Regions from separate parts of the Sus scrofa genome. Here region 1 is linked to region 2. The links are chromatin contacts, called in public Hi-C maps. All regions are on one chromosome and are shown on one strand. The core of a region is the stretch at or near the end of the contact, and the rest is flanking DNA. Distances in the headings are between cores, read along the strand shown.

The links. Hi-C and Micro-C count contacts between places; a contact is called where the count stands out from the background.
Region 1: a Hi-C map of liver shows a contact between it and region 2, with 8 times the contacts expected there. The contact joins two enhancer-like sites. A contact is called at or near these places in 2 of 47 Hi-C or Micro-C datasets (embryonic fibroblasts and liver).

The regions. Positions count from the first base shown.
Region 1 is chr5:42,797,677-42,801,711 of Sscrofa11.1, reverse strand. The region is part of intron 9 of DENND5B (DENN domain-containing protein 5B); the gene reads right to left. Among named protein-coding and RNA genes, the nearest start is that of FAM60A, 130 kb to the left of the region's middle. Within about 2 kb of position 1,896, at least 1 of the 83 cell types and tissues checked has an H3K27ac peak or open chromatin away from gene starts, as enhancers often do. A contact at or near this core is called in liver, where this site is marked.
Region 2 is chr5:42,616,566-42,620,782 of Sscrofa11.1, reverse strand. No RefSeq gene overlaps it. Among named protein-coding and RNA genes, the nearest start is that of DENND5B, 24 kb to the left of the region's middle. Within about 2 kb of position 1,617, at least 22 of the 83 cell types and tissues checked have an H3K27ac peak or open chromatin away from gene starts, as enhancers often do. A contact at or near this core is called in liver, where this site is marked.

The DNA.
Region 1 (4,035 bases), core at 647-3,146, 180 kb before region 2:
ACTGTAATCTAGTCGAAAATGTAAAGCTTGGGGCTCTGTGTGGAAATGGGAAAACTTGAGATTATATAAGATTGAAAGCAATAAAATACAGCAGTAAGATTTTAAAATTGAAATCTTCCCTCTTAAGCAGTCCCTATACTTCTTTCCCTGCTTTATTTTTCTTCACAAACCTTATCACTTTCTGACAGGTTACCTATTTTACATATTAAGTTGTCTTGTTTGCTTCCTCATATTGAAAGCAGAGATTTTCATTATTTTAATTCATTGCTAAACTCCCAATGAACGGGACAGTGCCTTGCATATAGCAGGGGTTCCATAAATATTTGCCAAGTGAATGAATAAGTACTCTAATGCTACTGAAAGAAAATAAAAACTATGTAAATGAATAGTCTACCCATATCAAAGTGATTTTAAAAATTAGGATATTTTACAAACACAAGAAAAAAATTGATTAAGCTGATGACTAGTCTGTACTGATGATAAACTTATCCACTTCAGAAAAATAGCCTATGGTATTTATTACACTCATCTGGAACGTATGAATCGATAAGGGTCAGCATCTTTTAGCACATTTTAAGTTTAGTGTTTATAAAGCAGAGATAGCTCTTCAGTGGAGCATGAAACTTCAAATTAACTAAGGTAAATCAGGTAAAACTTTCAGTCATAAGCTCTTTATTTCTGCCTTGTAATCAGCATATTAAATTCTCTCTGCTAATTTCCTCCCCAAGGCTTCACTTGCATTATCTGTAAGAGAGGAAGATTTCATTCTGAATACATAACTATTCCCTGTTTATAGTCTTCATTAAAGTTAAAATAGCCTATTTAAATAAGAGTTCAATCAAATAAAGCTTTTCAAAAATTAACCTTTTTCTTTATTGCATAGTGCTCCGTTCCCAAATTATGTACAAGAATACTGATGGTGAAGATTTTCCAGACTTCCACAGTCTTTATGAATGAGACATCATGAACATGATGCAAGGAATAAAGGAGACCTGGGTTATAATCCTAACCTTGCCACTAACCCAAGCTTGTACTTTTACCAACATGTAACAATGGCCCCATTTCAGGGTTAGGCTACATAATCTCAATCTTTACTTTGCTCTTCAGGAGGGACAATGGCACCTGAGAATGTATCTTGCTTCTCAAAGTATAATCCTACCTTCTTTTGGGTCCCCCCTCTTAACCGAGCCCAGTGAGGCAGAAGGGAGGCATGTCAGGGCTCTTTCATTCTGAAAGGCCTCATTAGATTGATACGACAGGTGTTCAATATTTTAGGTTATTCAAAATTTTGGGGGGGGGGGGCTACCAAAGCAAAATATCCAACTCTAAGAGTAATCACATGTCACCTTCATATTAGAGTAACAGCCAGAAGTACATGCAGTATAATGGTTAAGTGCTTGGGCCCCTGAATCAGCAGTCGTAGGTCTGAATCCTATTTTTACCACTTTCTAACTATGTGATCCTGAAAGCAAGTTGTTGACTATCTCTGAGCCCCAATCATAAAAATGGGTGAAACAACAGGCTTCATCAGTAGGGATACGTTTGTAATAAGGATGATGAGCTAATACACTTAATGCAGTCAGCAGAGAAGCTAGTGCAGACTAGCTTAATAATATTAGCTATTATTATCAGCAGCATCACCTCCACAATCAATATTCTTTTGGCATACAGAAGGCTCAACTGGCAGGAAGGGCACTGCTTTCTGAAAGTAGGAAAACATGGGCTACATGGAAGGATAATAACTATTTTGAGTAAAGCAGTGATGAAAATTTCCAAACTTTCTGACTCAGATTTGAAAGGAGGTGGATATTTATAGTGATAAATACAAGCCTACCTCATTTTTACTGTGCTTTAAAGATACTGTTTTGTTTTGTGTGTGTGTGTGTTTGTTTGTTTTGGCTGCACCATAGCATGCTAAAGTTCCCAGGCCAGGGACAGAACTTGAGCCACAGCTGTGACCCGAGCCATAGTAGTGACAACACTGGATCCTTAACCCACTGAGCCACAAGGGAATTTGGAAGATGCTGTATTTTTTACGAATTGACAATTTGTGGTAACCTGTGTTGTCAGATGATGGTTAGTATTTTTAAGCACTAAAGTGTTTTTTGGTTTTGCTTCTTAAAAAGAGCCGCACCAGTGGCATAGAGGCTAGAGGTCGAATTGGGGCTGTAGCTGCTGGCCTACACCAGCAATGCAGGATCTGAGCCGCATCTGTGACCTAGACCACAGCTCACAGCAATGCCAGATCCTTAATCCACTGAGCAAGACCAGGGATTGAACCTGTGTCCTCGTGGATGCTAGTCAGATTCGTTAACCTCTGAGCCACGACAGGAACTCCAGCACTGAAGTATTTTAAATTAAGATATCTATATATATTTTTTTAGACATAATGCTATTGCACACTTAATAGACAGCAGCATAGTGTAAACATAATTTTTATATGCACTGGGAAACCGAAAAATTCTTCCTTTATTGTGCTAGTCACTTTACTGTGGTAATCTGGAACCAAACCCACAGTATCTCAAAGGTATGCCGGTATTAGACTCCAAAAGGAAAAGAAACAGCAATGTATATGCTACTGTAACTGTTTTCCTTAATTCATACATCTTTTTTCCTTTGATGTATTTGCCATCACTGTAGTTTTCTCACATGTAGACCTAAATGAATCAATAATTCTGACACATTTCAGAATTTTTTTTTTTTTTTTTTTTGGTCACACCTATGGTATATGGAAGTTCCCAGGCTAGGGGCTGAATCGGAGCTACAGTTGCCAGCCTATACCACAGCCATAGCAACACCAGATCCAAACTGCACGTGCGACCTACACCACAGCTCATGGCAACGCCGGATCCCCAACCCGCTGAACGAGGCCAGGGATGGAACCCACCTCGTCATGGATACTAGTCAGATTCATTTCTACTGCGTCATAATGGGAACTCCAGAAACATATTTAACGGAACACTTGCAGCTGGGAAAATGGTAAGGGCTTCATTCCTTTCTGGTTATTAAAAATAGGACATTAACAGTAGAAACAAGGATTCGCAAATATTACCACACATATATGAACCTCAAGAGATTCCAGATGGCACAATACTTAGGGTACAGTGTTTATTAAATCAAATCAAGCAACACCATCACATGTGATAAAGATAATTTACTAAGTTTTCTTTTTTCCTGACCAATAAAATCGTAGCAAGTATCTTGGGAAATAAGCAAGGACCAAAAACTGTGTAACACACAGCTCAGCAAATCATCTGGGAGACAGAAATATCATACTTGTAAGCCATCTTTCAAGAACCTTCAAATTACGTTTTAGTTTGCACTATACAGGATAAAGGGCATAGTTCCACTGTCTCATTCCCCTCACTGATTTTATACTTGCCTCCTGACAATTCTGGTTGGTCAGTGCCATTCTGTGTACCCAGTGTCTCCCACAATCTTCTATCCCATTTCTTTGCCACTGCCTGGCTTTTCCCTTTCCTTCTCTGAGACTCTTCAATAAAATCACAGAATGTCAGAGTGTTTGCAGATGAGAAAAGAAGGAAATGAGTCCCACTTGTCTAAGGATCCCAAGCTGGGTAGTGGTCAGGAATGAACTAAATTCCAGAACTGTTGATTTCAGAGCTTTCTTTCTAACATACCATTCCTACCCTGCTTTGAATTATTTTCTTGTAAAATCCTTCTTTATTACATACTTGTTAATAAAATACTTGTATTTACCTAAAATCAAGAATTTCCCTAAACCCAAACAACTGTTTTCAATTCTAATCATACTCATATTTTCTGAATGGAATCATCTACCATAATGACAGGGTTTAATCTTTATTTTTGGTTGTTTCATAGTTTCTGCACTTGATACTTAAAAGTATAAAGATGGTGTCATGGGTTGAAGTATGTCTCCCTAAAAGATATGTTGAAGCCTTACTCCCAATACCTAGGAATGTTATTTGGAAATAGGGTCTTTCCACATGTAATCAAGTTAAAATGAGGTCATTAGGGTGGGCCCTAATCTAACATGACTGCTGTCCTTATAAG
Region 2 (4,217 bases), core at 368-2,867:
CAGAACGAAAGGCTATGAAAGGAGAGGAAAGAATGAATGGGAGATGTCCGGGGTGCAAAGTGGCCCGGAAGCCCTGACAAGCCAGCGAAAGGCTGGAATCCTTACAAGGGAAGTGAAGTAAGCTGTCCAGGAAAACATTCAGGGTGGGGAGGGCGGTGTATGTTCTGCAGGGGGTGGGGGCCCAAGCAGCATTTCAAGCTGAGATGCCCCAAGGCACCAGCAAATAGGGCTGAGCCCTCTACTTGGGTTCAGCTAAAGTGTGGTTTCACAAGTGCTGATGTTGCCTCTTTTTCGTCTTTTTAGGGCCACACCCTCAGGCATATGGAAGTTCCCAGGCTAGGAGTCAATAAGAACTGCAGCTATGCCACAGCCACTGCTGCCAGGGATACAAGCCACATCTGTGACCTACATCACAGCTTGCAGCAACTCCAGATCCTTAAGCCGCTGAGTTAGGCCAAGGATCAAACCCGTATCCTCATGTATACTAGTTGGGTTCTTAACCCTCTGAGCCACAACCAGAACTGATGTTGTCTCACTTTAAGTTTTACAATGATGCACTTGTAGTTCAGAACAAATGCAAGAGCCGCAAAAGTTATACAATGAATATGGTCTCAACAGCCAAGTTTGCCCAGCGCTTTTGCCAGCTCTTCCCCAGCCCCTCTGTCTCACAGACCTGAGCCTCTATGGAAGGATCCAGGATCTCTCAGGTCACATTCAAGCCCACATTTCATCCTTTATCCGAAACACAGCAAGTGGAGAAACAGGATGCATGAACATGCAACCTGAAAATGATGAATTTTACCTGAGTCCTGTGATCCTGGAAAAGGGTGGCAAGGATTAAGAAACCCCCTCATGTAAAGTTCCCCCTGTGGCACAGTGGATTAATGATCCGGATCTGGCACAATGGGTTTAGGATCCCGCCTGTGGTGTAGGTTAGAGCTCTGGCTGGATTCAGTCCCTGGCCCGGGATTTCCATATGCCTTGGGTGTGGGCAAGTGAGGAAAAAAAAATCCTCCCACATTAACATTAACACATTATTATATAGAAAATAGATAACCAACAAGTAACTACTACTCAATATTTTGTAATTAATCCATAAAGGAAAAGAACTTGAAAAAAAAAAAAGATATATGGAGTTCCAGCTATGGTGCAGTGGATTAAGAATCCGACTGCAGTGGCTCCCAGTGCAGCTGTAGTTTGGATTCAATCTCTGGCCTGGGAACTTCCATATACAGCGGGTGTGGCTATTAAAAAAGAAAAAAAATGTGTGTATATACAAATATATATTATATATATATGAATCATTTTGCTGTGCACCTGAAACTAACATAACATTGTAAATCAACTATACTTCTAATTAATTAATTAAAATTTTTAAAAATTAAAAAAAGAAATCCCCCAAGAGACTTTGCTTAATGCAAAGACCCGAGCATTCCCCTCTGACTTAGGTAAGACTCCCAGATGCCCCTTGTTTCCCTATTGACAAGGCCAGGCGCAGACCTTCAAAATTCCTTTTCTTTGCTTCATAAATGATTAGCTGAAATGCTTGTCCTCACTGATCCATGCAACAAATGCTGTTAACCAAGCTTTGATTAAGCTTCTCTCCTTCCTCCAGGCCCTTGAACTTTGGCCCACTCCCAGCTTCTGAGAATAGGCTGGCCTCAGGGTCAAACATTCTCTAATCTGCCTTCCGCTCAGGCCACTCTTTCATCCAGCATCCCAAGTCTGGCTCTTCCCAGCCTTGTTTACTCCTCTCTGGAACAGAGGAAAATCTTTTTGTCTAACTCTTAGATGATTGCAGACCTATGATCACAGATTTCTCTCATTGCAATTGTTCCCCCTGCCCTGCTCTACCCTTGCAATAATCCTTTTGAATACAAGTCTCTCTTTATGAAGTCTAGAATATATATATTTTGGACAAACCAGAAATGGAAGACAACCTATCAGCTTTCTTTATGAGCATCTTCTCATAGAAGTTTTTTATAGGAGTTCCCGTTGTGGCTCAGTGGTTAACGAATCCGACTAGGAACCATGAGGTTTCTGGTTCGATCCCTGGCCTTGCTAAGGGGTTAAGGATCTGGCGTTGCTGTGAGCTGTGGTGTAGGTTGCAGATGCAGCTCGGATCTGGCGTTGCTGTGGCTGTAGTGTAGGCCAGTGGCTACAGCTCTGATTAGACCCCTAGCTTGGGAACCTCCATATGCCGCGGGAGAGGCCCTAGAAGAGGCCAAAAAAAAAAAAAAAAAAAGTTTTTTATAAACTGAATATTGTTTGGACTTAACGTCGTGGAGCAGCAGAAATGAATCCGACTAGGAACCATGAGGTTGCAGGTTCGATTCCTGCCCTCTCTCAGTGGGTTAAGGATCTGGCGTTGCCCTGAGCTGTGGTGTAGGCTGCAGACGCGGCTCGTTTGACCCCAGCCTGGGAACTTCTATACGCCGCGGGTACAGCCCTAAAAAGCAAAAAAAAAAAAAAGATACTCGGTCAACAAGTTAGTCCCATTTTCTGACAGCACCCAATCCAGAACAATCTTCACTTTACCTTTCCCCAAATCATCTAACAGAAACCCAAATCTGGGAGTTCCCATTGTGGCACAGTGAAAAGGAATCTGACTAGGAACCATGAAGATGCAGGTTCAATCCCTGGCCTTGCTCAGTGGGTTAAGGATCCCGGCATTGCCGTGAAGTGTGGTGTAGGTTGTAGACACGGCTCGTTTGACCTCTAGCCTGCGAACCTCCATATGCCGCGGGGTGCAGCCCTAAAAAATACAAAAGAAAAAAGAAACCCAAATCCAGAGTCCCTTGGTGGCACGGCGGGACCAAGGATCCAGCTGCTGTCACTTCTGTGGTGCAAGGTGGATCCCCGGCCGGGAAACTTGTGCATGCCGAAGGGTGAGCCTGGCAGGCCGGTGGCTTTAATAACACACACCAGCCACCCATTAAGGGCCTGAATTTGATCCTTTCCTGTGCGCCATCTGGTGGTCATATCGTGTAAACGGCAGGAGCATCTACCTGAAGACGGGTTGATGGCCCTCTCCTATATCCTTCCCTCTGCTTAACTTCTCCCCCAGCTCTTTTCCCCATCTCCCAGTCTCCCCTTGGAAAAGGCTTTATTTCCTCTGGGATAGTGTGAATGGTTTACTAAACTGAAGAGGTCTCTCTACGTTAGGTTTTTGGTAGCTGGGGAACCTCAAGCCTCAGCCTTTATGATACTTGTGGTTTCTAAATATACCTGAAAAAGGACGAGCAGAGTCAGCAGAGGCCTCTGTGGGTAAAATTAGGCTCTCTCTATGAGAATAGGAACAACAGAGGCACCTCTACCCCATTTCCTCTTCCCGAAGTTTACACCCTTGAAATGAAGGCTAAAACTGTTCAGTATAATTTTTCTTCTTAGTAATATTCCCAAACATGAATCACAAAAGTCATCAACAACCCTTGATTAGGGCTGAACATTGACTCTACATTTAAAGGTTTCTGGAGTTCCTGCGGTGGCATAGCAGAAACGAATCCGACTAGGAATCATGAGGTTGCGGGTTTGATCCCTGGCCTTGCTCAGTGGGTTAAGGATCTGGCGTTGCTGTGAGCTGTGGTGTAGGTCGCAGACTCGGCTCAGATCTGGCATTACTGTGGCTCTGGTATAAACCGGCAGCAATAGCTCTGATTAGACCCTAACCTGGGAACCTCCATATGCTGTGGGTGCGGCCCTATTGAAAAAAAAAGACAAGAAAAAGTTTCTTTTTGTCATGACTTTTTTTTATTACCTACAATAAAATGTGTCCTATGTAACAACACATGGCTGTGACTCAAATGACAGCATCACATTTCTGGAACTTTTCTTGGTCACATGAATGCAAGTTTATTATGTGGAAACTCAAATAGACATGCTATGACTGCTGCAGACAGAAGGCAATGACCCCTCTGTAGGGCAAAGTGGTAATGAACTTGGATGGCATTGTTAAGTACTGACTTCTGTTATAATTATACCACAAGAGAATTCTAAGATGATGTGGTTGGAGCACATTACTTGGTTTTCCATGACACTGCTCTAGTTATTTCCTCAAGCAGTCCTCTCCTATGGTAAAATCAATATGACATATTTTTTTTCTAGACAGTTTCAGGTTATTTTAGAAAACACAAAACCTGTATTATGTAAAGAAATGACAGATATTTTTAGTATGATATGATGTTTTCTAACAGGACTGACTGTTCATATCTATATGT